Regions from separate parts of the Zea mays genome. Here region 2 is linked to region 1. A link is a contact called in public Hi-C data. All regions are on one chromosome and are shown on one strand. Each heading gives the region's core, a stretch centred on a gene start, on an enhancer-like site or on the middle of the called end of the contact. The rest is flanking DNA. Distances are from core to core; before and after follow the strand shown. Region 1 holds the start of LOC100501866. Region 2 holds the start of LOC100275657.

The links. A called contact is a pair of places that touch in the nucleus more often than the background predicts.
Region 2: a contact with region 1 is called in a Hi-C map of ear, with 2.8 times the contacts expected there. The contact joins the promoter of LOC100275657 here to the promoter of LOC100501866 in region 1. A contact is called at or near these places in 2 of 25 Hi-C or Micro-C datasets (bundle sheath and ear).

Annotation. Positions count from the first base shown.
Region 1 is chr7:113,943,240-113,948,999 of Zm-B73-REFERENCE-NAM-5.0, forward strand. It overlaps LOC100501866, which reads left to right and starts at 3,470. Exons shown (of 2, transcript NM_001196507.2): 1 at 3,470-4,523; 2 at 5,439-5,723. The coding sequence starts at 3,771. The coding sequence ends at 5,471. LOC107604626 reads right to left here and starts at 4,570. Exons shown (of 2, transcript NM_001323503.1): 1 at 3,783-4,570; 2 at 1,707-2,190. The coding sequence starts at 4,436. The coding sequence ends at 2,146. LOC103632728 (U-box domain-containing protein 35) reads left to right here. Exons shown (of 12, transcript XM_008654469.4): 12 at 209-888. The coding sequence ends at 409.
Region 2 is chr7:114,612,703-114,618,462 of Zm-B73-REFERENCE-NAM-5.0, forward strand. It overlaps LOC100275657, which reads left to right and starts at 3,003. Exons shown (of 3, transcript NM_001149692.2): 1 at 3,003-3,221; 2 at 3,335-3,419; 3 at 3,517-3,898. The coding sequence starts at 3,210. The coding sequence ends at 3,695. LOC542626 (mismatch binding protein Mus3) reads left to right here. Exons shown (of 21, transcript XM_020541216.2): 16 at 13-302; 17 at 378-515; 18 at 598-677; 19 at 807-903; 20 at 996-1,125; 21 at 1,256-2,220. The coding sequence ends at 1,485. It overlaps LOC100285796 (dihydrolipoyllysine-residue acetyltransferase component of pyruvatedehydrogenase complex), which reads right to left. Exons shown (of 6, transcript NM_001158686.3): 3 at 5,583-5,670; 4 at 5,433-5,503; 5 at 5,183-5,266; 6 at 4,177-4,380. The coding sequence ends at 4,276.

The sequences.
Region 1 (5,760 bases), core at 2,220-4,719:
CTACCCCAATCCATATGGCTTGGGACGATTGAAGTGGAAATTTAAGTCGATTTTCTACATCAATCCCTCCTAAACCATGCGGATTGGGGGTTGGATTTATGTGCAGTCAAACAAGCCCTAGAACTTACAGGTAGTCCAAGCTAATCACGGCTTGATGTCTCTATTATTTCTACTTGAAGGGTGTGATATAATATTTTTTTCCCTGCAGAGGGTAATGCAGGATCCATGCATTGCGTCTGATGGGTACTCGTATGAACGGGTTGCGATTGAGATGTGGCTTAATGAGAATGATGTGTCACCATTGACGAAGGCGCGACTTCCTGACAAAAACTTGGTGCCCAATCTTGCCCTGATATGCCTGATCAATTCTTGGAAGGGAGAGGTAGGAGCTACTGGGCCCATTCGCTGAGCTTTACTACCCAAGGATATCGCATTAGAAGCTAATGCTGTACAGGTTTGTCTTGATAACCTCCATACACTGTAGATACCGTGATCGGGTGAGTTCTCTGTAAGTAGCAGTTTTGCAGCATCTCTTAGATAGTACAGTGTGATAGATCCTGAAGGTTACTTCATGCTTAGCCCCAATTATAGGTCTGAATCCGTAGAATACCACAGAGACACAGACCCTTTAGGGCTTGTTCGTTTCTACCCCAATCCATATGTATTGAGGGGGATTGAGGGGGTTTCAATCCCTAGTAATTCAAAATCCCTTCCAATCCGTATCAATCTCCTTCAATCCATATGGATTGAAAATAACCGAACAAGCCCTTAAAGGATTTGATTAGGGTACCCATAGTTATTCGATATCCCGTGGCCTACGACGGTTTCTGTACCTTTCAGAAATGATGAAGATGCACATGTCCTACGATGGTTTATGTACCCTTTTTACAGTTTGTTTGGACCAACAATAGTGGCTAGGCGGGCCTAAACACCGGTGGGGCCTCAATGCACTTCCTCGAAGGGCCTCCCGCTTCGCTTATCTGTAGCCTGCACCTGCAGCGCCACTGACCCGTTGTTTCCTCCTCCCGTGCAGGAGAGGAATTGTCATCACATCATATCATCGTTTTTTTTTCTCTTAGAGCTAGTTTGGGAATCATATTATCCCAAGGGATTTTTATTTTCCCAATGGAAATTAGTTCATTTTCCCTTGGAAAAATAAGAATCTCTTGAGAAAATTGAGCTTCCAAACTAGCCCTTACATTTAATATAATCACGCATTAGCTGAACCAGCCATATTCCCCATTTTCTTGTGCCGGCGCCTGCTGCCGACTTTGGTGCACCAGCAGCAGCGCCACCACCACCAACCACCACCCGCTGTGTCCAAAAAGACAGGATCGATGAGGATCGAACGATTGGACGGCGATAGCCGTGGGCGGCCGTGGCGGAAAGGCGGCGCCGCGCCGGATAAAGCGACATGCGATTGTGTCGCGGGCCTTGTGTGTGGTCGCATGCATGCGCCGCACATGCGCGCGTGGCGACGGGTCGGCGTCGTCGTAGCAGTCTAGCGTAGCAGTGCGGCGTGGTGGTGGACTGGACGACTGGTGGTGGTGGTGCGCATCAACTTTCGTCACCGGCGCGGCCAGATTTATACCTGACGTCGCAGTTTGGAGAATCAGAAGCACCACCGGTCAAAAGGGGGCGGCGTACAAAACACATGCGTACGACAAGGTAAATAGCACCCATAAGCGCACTGGAAAGCAGTGAGTAAACTGAGAAAGAAACGTGGCTAGTTATAAATATACAAACATAGAATATATACATTCTGATTCAGTGTTTCATTCACACTGACCCTCTGATCAAGGTGGCTGTACATGCCCCATGTATATCACACCAGTACGGTACATATTGCTAGCATATTTTTCTTCGTCATTTTTTTTGCTTTCCTAATTAACTACTACAGTGCTATACTGCTACGTTTCCATACCTATGAAAACAGAGAACGAAGACTGAAGTACGTAGATGGCGACTGGCCTAAGACTTAGGACGCGATGAGAATTGCTGGGGAGATTAGATAGGAAGCCAGAGCGGCTTCTCATGTTCCAGATAACCCCAGCAACCCATGCATCTTGCCGATGAACAAGCGATCAAGCAGGGGAAGAGAGAGAAAAAAAAAACAGGAGTACTCGATCTCAAGGCTTCCGCTTGTCATCCGATGATCTCGTCTGGGACTGCCTTGAACCTTGTTCGCTTCTGCAACAAGGGGACAGGGAAAAAAAATCCAGAATGTGAAATCAGGTTAACAGTAAGCTAAGAAAGCACGATCGACGCCTTGCATGTGTAAACAGATGCACAGAAAGGCATCGTTTGATTTGGTGTAGTCGGAGTGACTGGGGCCGGGACGGGTCGTTGGAAATTAAAGCCCTTTGACAAACCAACGGTTTCCCTTGAAAAGAAAGCGTTGCGACCGTGAACCAAATCACTAATCTTATGTATTATCGGTACTCGATCTCTCCCTTCCTTTTCTAACACCAAGCAAAGTCGTGCTACCAGAAAAAAGAAGAAAAAAAAGAAGCAAAGCTGCAGTCCACGATTGTCCTTCAATTTGTCCGTGTTGCTAAATAGCGACTTATATAGCTCGACGTCAGGAGGTAGTAAACGCTGCAAGGACTGACCGTGTCCCTTGAGGATTTGTTTTGTTTATCGCGATTTGACTGAACTAATCGGGTTCACTAATAACTCCTACCAACTCTCTATTAGGGCGGCCCCTTTCATTACTAGGAAAGCAAAGAGGAGATGAGGAGCAAACACTATTTTAAGGCACCGTGATGTGCAGTCCCATCTCTTTGGAAATAGTGGTGCACGTGTCTTTTTATTTGGCAACCACACACACTAGCCTCATCTTTTACCCCACCGTACCACGTTATACATGTACCATTCGTAAGCGTAGTGAAATAAAAATTACATGCAGTAGAAGTAATGAAAGACATGAGGAAGATGATGGCATGCCTACGTCTGAAAACGTCACCTGGCCGGAGGGGGTAGGGTGGGCCAGACCATGTGAACTCTCGTCACCAATCGTAACATGAATGATAATCCCAAGGGGCCCGGACGGGACGGGGACGAGAAATTTGCTGTTTTGCCACTCTCAAATTTGGCTGCCTGTTATTATGCCATCCCGTGTCTATGACTGGTGGGACCGTCTGTGTCTATGATTTGTGGGTCCGATGGCATACTGGCGAAGCCCACAAATGATAATGGCAAAATTGCCAATGGCTCGGACGGGGACACGGGGGTTAGTCTAACACAGACGCGGAATCTTAGGCACATGCAGGGGCGATTAGCCGGACGCGTGTGGTCGCCCTCATGCGACGTGGACCCCATTAGCAAGCAAGCAAGCTTACGCGCTGGGCTATCTAGTTGACATGTAGTACAAGGAGGGCTGGCATGCACGCACGACGCTGGATTTGTTAAGTGCAGTGAGTACCTACTACAAAAACAAAGCTGAGCACGAGAGTGAAGCCACAGCCCATCCGATCCGTTCCATTGTCGTCGTCTTCCAATTTCCAAACGAGCTGAGCGCCCATAAGTTTCCTATTGATTTTGCGTCGCAACAGTACGTTGCACGATCGCGATGCGCCGTCGTCTTTGCGCATTTGGTTTTGCCCGTGTCCTACTCCTAGCTAAGTCCAACTAGTGTCACGGGACGGCTTCGGGATAATGATTGGTTAATTGTTCCCTATAACCAGCTCTATAGGTGGCCTTGCAGTTGTGTGTTTAAGCTGCAACTCGATCAGAGGAGTTGTTGTTGCAAGGGAAGGGATCATGCATGCATGCCCACTCACCTCTTTCTTCAACGCCGGCGCTGGAGCCGCCGCCGGCGCCGGGTTCTTGCCGGACATCAGCGCGGAGGGCGGCGGCGCTGCGACGACGCCCTGGTCCCTGGCCACGCACAGCTGCATGATCCGCTCGGCGGCCTCGGCGGGGTCCCGGCTCTCCTGCATCAGCCGCGCCACGTCGGCCTTGGGCAGGCGCATGCGCAGCCGCACCGCGCCGTCGGCGCCCACCTCCACGGACGACGGCGGCGACGGCGACGGCGACGCGGCGGCGAGGCGCGCGGCGGCGGGCGGCGGCAGGATGGACGACACGTCCGAGACGGTGCGCCGGGACAGCATCAGGCCCTCCAGGCGCTCGCGGGCGCCCACGCGCAGCGCGCCCGACCACGTCTTGCGCGGCGCGCGCGGGTCGTCGCCGTCCCCGGCGCCGCCGCGGGGGATCTGCACCAGGAAGTAGAGCTTCCCGGGCTTGAGCGGCGCGTCGCGGTCCAGCGGGCGCGCGCGCACGCCCAGCCGCCGCACCTCCTCCGACTCCAGGAGCTGGTGGCCCGGGTGGCCGCGCAGCGCCGCGCACGCCGCCGCGGGGGTCTTGTAGCGGAACGTGGCGCCGTCCACCGTCATCACCTTGGCCGCGCGCCGCCTGCCCGCCAGAGCGTTGCCCATGGCGCGGTGGCGTGGCCGCACGCCGCGCGCCCGCAGGCCTTCGGGTGTTGCTTTGCTAGCGACGAGGAGATGCTAGCTGCTGGGGAGGTGGGGTTAATAACGTACGTAGTATAGTACGTGGGGGTTTGGAGGACTAGCTGAGAGAGAGGGAAAGGAAAGAGAGGCGAGCAGGTCAGTTATAAAAGCTTGTCCGCTGCGCTTGGGCCTTGGGGGGCCTCTCCATCGAGTTTGGTGCCAACAAATCTCCATCGTCCTGTCTCTTCCGATGGGCGATGCGGCACAGAAAACGGATGCCCGTGTTTTCTTAACCTCTGCTGATAAATCCGAGCCGTCGGATCTCGATCCAACGATCGACGCAAGTTTCCACACAAATACCGGTTCTCCCGCGCGCCGCGCGTATCTTGGTGCGTGTAAGCCCCTCTCTGGTCAGTCTTGGTTACCTACAACTGCAATGCAACTGCTGGTCCGACCGTTTCTTACTTCCTCCAGGTTTCGAGCAAGATAAGTAGGTTTTCCTTGACCAGTTAATTAACTACGCAAACTAAGATTGATCAAGGCAGATTATTCTAGCTACTAGGCCGTGTCTTCATTTGGTCCAGGTCTCCGTGTGTCGTTGCATTGCATTGCACGCACACCGATGTTTCCTCTGAAAACTTCATTTTATCAGTTTGGTCGCTCGCAAATTTAGCCCCTAAATTTAGCTAGCTTAGCTGACCTCTCGCCTGTTCTGTACGTATATATGCAGCACCTAGCTACCATGCACACAGAATTATACGCGCGGTGGTCGGTTGGTCGGTGCGTATGTTAGGTACGTACTAGACTCTAGAGGTATGAAGAGGATTATGCCCTAGTGTGTACACACACGCATATATGAAACGGCCAGGTTTTTTTTTCTTGCCGCTGTTATTAACTTCCCTTTTTTTCTCATTTGCCTTTCGTGCTTTTTCAGTGCTGGGCCGGTCCCCCGATTTCACCCTTTTTCTTTTCTTTTTTCTTTCTCAGGAACAAGTGACGGCCTTCTTCCAGAAACGATGATGGGAAAACGAGAGAAGATCGAGATCGGGACTGGGCAACTAACCGACCACTACAACGCCCGTATCGCCAACGTCGTAGTACCATGTATCATCGTCCTTTATTGCAATCATCATCAGTCATGATGGAACACGCGCACGGTGTTGTGTGTGCGCGCGCGAATCGCGATATCAACATAATTAGGGCTGATTTGTAGGAGAGAAATCTCCTTACAATTCAATTTTAAATAACAAGGGGATTCCTTCTTATGGATTCCCTCGGAATCCCTTACCACCAAATCAGGCCTTAAGCA
Region 2 (5,760 bases), core at 1,753-4,252, 670 kb after region 1:
TTTATCATACAGAGCTTGATGTATTGACAAGTCTTGCTATTGCAAGTGGTTATTTTGAGGGACCAAGTTGCTGTCCAACTATAAAAGAATCAAATGGCACAGACGATACTCCTACTTTCCATGCTAGAAATCTTGGACATCCCATTCTACGAAGTGATTCCTTAGGCAAGGGTTCATTTGTACCGAATGACGTTAAGATAGGTGGTCCAGGGAATGCCAGTTTTATTGTTCTTACTGGTCCAAATATGGGTGGTAAATCAACTCTCTTGCGCCAAGTTTGTCTTACCATTATACTGGCTCAGGTAATTCACCATCTTTATCATGTATATATATCAGCATTGCTTGTTCATGACAACTGATTTCATATTCTTTGCCAGATTGGAGCAGATGTTCCTGCAGAAAAACTTGAGCTTTCTCTTGTTGACCGTATCTTCGTTCGAATGGGAGCAAGGGATCATATTATGGCTGGCCAAAGTACATTCTTGGTGGAGCTCGAGGAGACTGCCTCAGTGCTTGTAAGTTCTTCCTTGGAGATATGAGGATTTATATTAATTTTTAATTTTGTATGTTCTCAACCGTGTTCAACTTTTGCTCCAGTCATCAGCTACCAAGAATTCTCTTGTGGTGTTAGATGAGCTTGGACGGGGTACATCAACTTCTGATGGACAAGCTATCGCGTAAGTTGGATTACTGGTCATAACATTGGTTGCTGCCTACTTCTGATATCTATTTATTCTCTTGTAGTCTCATTTACCTTTAATAATGCTCACTATGAGATCACTGACTCGCCCTTACTACTACAACAGGGCTTCAGTTCTGGAATATCTAGTTCATCAGGTGCAGTGTCTAGGCTTGTTTTCTACACACTATCATAGGTTAGCAATGGAACACAACGATACCAAGGTAATCGACACATACCTTGTCCTTTTTTGTTGTTCCTTAATCCAACTTTATCCAATGTTGTAACCTGCATATATGAATACTGAACATCGCAGGTATCGCTGTGCCATATGGCGTGCGAGGTGGTCGAGGGAGTAGGAGGTCTGGAAGAAGTGACTTTCCTTTATAGATTAACACCTGGTGCTTGCCCTAAAAGTTATGGTGTAAATGTTGCTCGATTGGCAGGTAATTCTCAAGCTAATGCACTTGTTTCTTAATGTCTTCTGCTCTGAATTCAAATGCTCTTTTTCCTCGGGCCGTGTTATGTTGACACATAATACCATGCCCATTTGCTGTCTTCGCTCTTGATACTCAGGAATTCCTACTAAATTGCTTCAAAGAGCGAATGAAAAGTCGAGTGAATTTGAGGCCAATTACGGGAAGCGACACAAGATGACCAACGATAAGCACGTCAGTGCACAGAGCGATGATAAGTTTTCTGCCATAAGGGATCTGTTTCGAATTGTGAAGACATGGCCTCGTCCTGAAGATCAGGAAGCGAGTATAAGCATGCTCCGTAAATTGCAGAAGCGTGCCAAGGTATAGGCTGTGGAAGGCTAGGTAGGCGATTGTTACATAGCATGCTCGCCTGGTAGAGATGGCCTCGTTTTGCTACCTTGGTGGCATTTTTTTTGTTGGATTGGCGTCATACCGAGAGGGGAGAAAATTACGTGGACACGGGTTCCAATCGAGGACAGCATTGCCCTAGGTTTAGTGTGGAAGCAGAAAAAGGCTCAGTCCCATCGGATGTGTCAGGATTCATTGATGGGACGTGGATTGAGAATTCTGCGTCTACAGCTTTACTATCCCTTCCAACAATTTTGTGCCCTCACTAATTCTCCTACCAGGCCAGGAGCCCCAAGGTATTGGTCTGTCCTGGTTTGTTCGAGCTCGGTAGGGTGTTGGATCAGTGCTGACCTGAGACGTGGAGAAACATCCCGGACTGTAACTTTCCTGAAGGGTTAATTATGATTACTATATGTAAATCAGAACTACTCTCTCGAAGTTGCAAGGCAACTTAGGATTAATTTTAGTGCCTTTTTGTATTCTGAAAAGTTCGAGCTTGTATTTAGTCGAGATTTGAGCTGTAATCCAAAACAAAATAGGCCCCACTCCAACGTTTTATAGCCTTATCGTAGAACGATACAGGACACGTGGACATGAATCTTACTACGGTTATTCCCATCTGGGTTAGTTTGTGAACTTAAATCCTTTGGGATCTCCTGGGGTGAGGAATTTTAGGAGATACTATTTAAATAAGATATTTAATTATTTATGATAGGTTTTTTCTCTTTACCTCTCCTTGTTAGATCTGAGCATAGACCTTCTGATCCAACGAACTTGCTCGAAAAAAAACTGATTAATGCAAATCTGATTAATGCGATGTATGGGTATATGCTAGTGTTTGACCAGTAACCATCCATGGGTTAGGTACAGTTCATCCCAAACCTAATCTAAGCTAAAAAAATCCGACCCAATCTAGAAAAAATCTAACCCGACGTGTTCAATAGAGGCATGGGCTAATCTAACATAACTCGATACTATGCATGAGTTGGACATGAGCCGGATCAAACGATCCAATATTTACACGATCCAATCTTTACTTGACCCGACGTTTGAACGATCCAACCTTTATGTGACCCGACGTTTGAACAAGTCCACACTTTGCTTTCAAACTAGCACTTTAAATCCATTCAATCTCCTTCCATCTATATGAATTAAGATTAAAATGAACATGTAAAGAGTGCTAATAACCTTCCCACGGGACCTTGCAGAATACTAGCAATACCGATTACCGTAGGAGTCGATGAATCTAAAAGTAACCAAAATGTGAAAGCATATAAGCGGGTCCACGGTCCAAAACTCCGAATCAACGAGCCGAAGAACAGCAGAGCAGTCGTAGAAAAAGGATGTGTGGAAGCGGAAAGGGCACTGCATGGAAGCCAGCCTGCGCTGCTTGTGCCCCGGAATCTGATTCCCAAAAAGCACATAGATCGAGCCCACACGGGAATGAATCACTCGAGTGAAGCGTCCATAAAAGATCAGGCTCACAAGTTACAAGTAGTCAAGTACGGCTGCAAGCAAAGCGAAGCACACCAAAGCGAGCATCAAGCAGCGCCTCGCACGCTAATCCCTTCCTTTCCTCTGCTGGCCGCCCTTAACAGCACTCGGTCCTCGCTCTCCCTGCGGCGGCCTTTTTCACACTCTGCACCTCCTCCCCTCCGGCCAGTCGAAACCGTCGCCGCCGCCGCCGGGAGGAGAAGAGCTCCATGGACTACAGGGTGAGTGCGTGCCAACATGAGGGTTTCATGTTATGTCAGTCCTAGCAAAATTGTTGTCGAGAGCTGAAACTCCGAGAGGCAGTTAAGTGACGTGTGCTCTTTACTCTCAGCAGCAGTCCTACTGCATGACCCTGAGGATGAACATCGACTGCAACGGGTGCTACCAGAGGATCAGGAGGGCGCTCCTCCAGATGCGAGGTAAACACTCTAGCCGCCCATCTGCGGTGATGCCTGAAAGGCTGAAACCTCGGTTTGTGAAGCTTCTCTGAACTGAACCTTTTTGGTTTTTTTGCAGAGCTGGAGAAACACCTGATCGACAAGAAGCACGGCCGGGTCGTAGTGTGGGGCGCCTTCAGCCCGCAGGACGTGGCCATCAAGATCAGGAAGCGGACCAACCGCCGCGTCGAGATCCTCGACCTCAGCGAGGCCTCGCCGGCAGCCCCAGAAGGCGGCCCCGACGGCCACATGTCCTGAAGGAACCACGTCACCAATACGTACTCTGGAGAACTGCTTGCTATTCTCTTCACTCTTCACCAAGGCAGGCCCGCCTCAGAGGACGTAACCATATGCCTGCCTGGCATCTTTTACCTTCTTGTAATTTAGGAATCCTGCATCATTTTGTTCTGTAACTGTGAAGGCTTGTTGAAGTAACCAGAAAAAAAATCTAGGTACCGTTCTAAAAGTCCATCTGATGCGACCAGAGAGGCTATGCTCGTTTGCTTTAACTTTACTCAAAACAGGAAAAAATGATCTGTTGAATTTCCTGTCAATTAGTATTGTCCAGTTAAGACATAAACAAGATCTATATAGGAACCAGGAAGCAGCCTCTATCATTATTAATGCCCCAAAGTGTTTACACAATTCATGGTTTCTTGAATCAGGGTCTCCCTCCAAGAATAGATAAACACACGGAGCGAAAACGATCAGTGTATAAACTGTACACAAAAATCTGTATGTGGAGATATAACATTGAAAAGTGTCTTTTTATTATCTATATTGGCATTGTCTTCCAATTGTGAATAAAAAAAAATTGAGAACTTGTATGAAGCTTCCCTTACAATGTGAGGCATTCAGGATCCTCAACAATCTTTGCAAATGTTTGCAGGAATGCTGCCAAATCAGCACCATAGATAATCCTGTGATCAGCAGTAACATTCACCTGAAAAACAAATGGCAGGATCAACCATCTCTGCAGGGAAAATTGGTTGCTATTATGGACCAGGATCGTGGGGGGTTTTTTTTTGCCCCTGTTCTGTGAGTATGATGCCTACCCCACCCCCAAATTGCTCAGCACAAAAGACTTCGTTGTTGTTTTGAGAATAGGATGGTATGGTGTTGTATAAATCTAGAATAGTTCTTATTGACAACAAAAATTATAACACATCATTGGAGATCATTAGTATGTACTTATGTGACAGAAAATAATCAGTGTTAATCACTAGTACTGAATAAGGAGGCCAAGCATTGTAATTACTGATTTATCATGACATGATTGATACCACCAAACAAAACTTTATCACAACACATAATTATGATTTAGTATAAAAACCAACTTAGATACACACAAAAAAAAACTAATCATCACCTTGCTAACATAGAAGTGTGAATCTGAAACCGCAGCAAGCCTACACCGTGCCTCTTACATTCAGGCGCAGTCAGCCAATCCTTGGCTTGCATATATTTGATATTTGAAATGATGTTATGACATAAATTTCACTTACATGTTCTAGGGAACAAGCAGACGGATCACAGATTATTTGGGCTTTAAGGTTTAGCTATGTTAACACCAAATAAATTTCATAACATACTACTGCGGTTTAGCATTTCTAATGAAATGTGCTAAGGAAAATACACAATTGATCTTCACAATTACATGTAAATGCCAGAAATACTAAACATCAGTCAGTAACCAGAGCTTCGGTATACTCAAATTTTAGATACAGATACGAGAATAAACTAACCAGCATTTCACTCTTGATACTAAAGAAACCATCCTTATCAGCCACTACAGTAGGTCTTGACGCTCCAACAGCCATGATAGCCCCCTGCATATAACCATGCAATCTTCTTGTGTTTAATAAAATAGAATACAATTCTATCAACATTTCATACTAACTAGACAAACATCAGACACCAGGGAAGAAACCCATACAATTCTATCAACATTTCATACTAACTGGACAGACAACATACACCAGGGAAGAAACCCACCTGACCAGCAGGAAGGATTGCGTCGAATTTATCCACCCCAAACATACCCAAATTGGATAGTGTAAACGTCCCTACAGACAGTCAGCTCTTCAGGTAAGCAAAGTTTTCGTGAACAGCTGATGTCAATAGAGCAAAGGATATGTTGTATACCAGAGTTGTATTCATTTGGTTGCAGCTGCTTCATGCGTGCCTTCTTGAGCAGCACTCTCCACTTTCGTGCAAGCAGATATATATCCATCTGCCATGTCAATTTTTGGAGCTACTTAGTAGACGAAAATTGTATGCACTCGACAATCCACTCATACCCTAAAATGCTGCGTTGCCACCC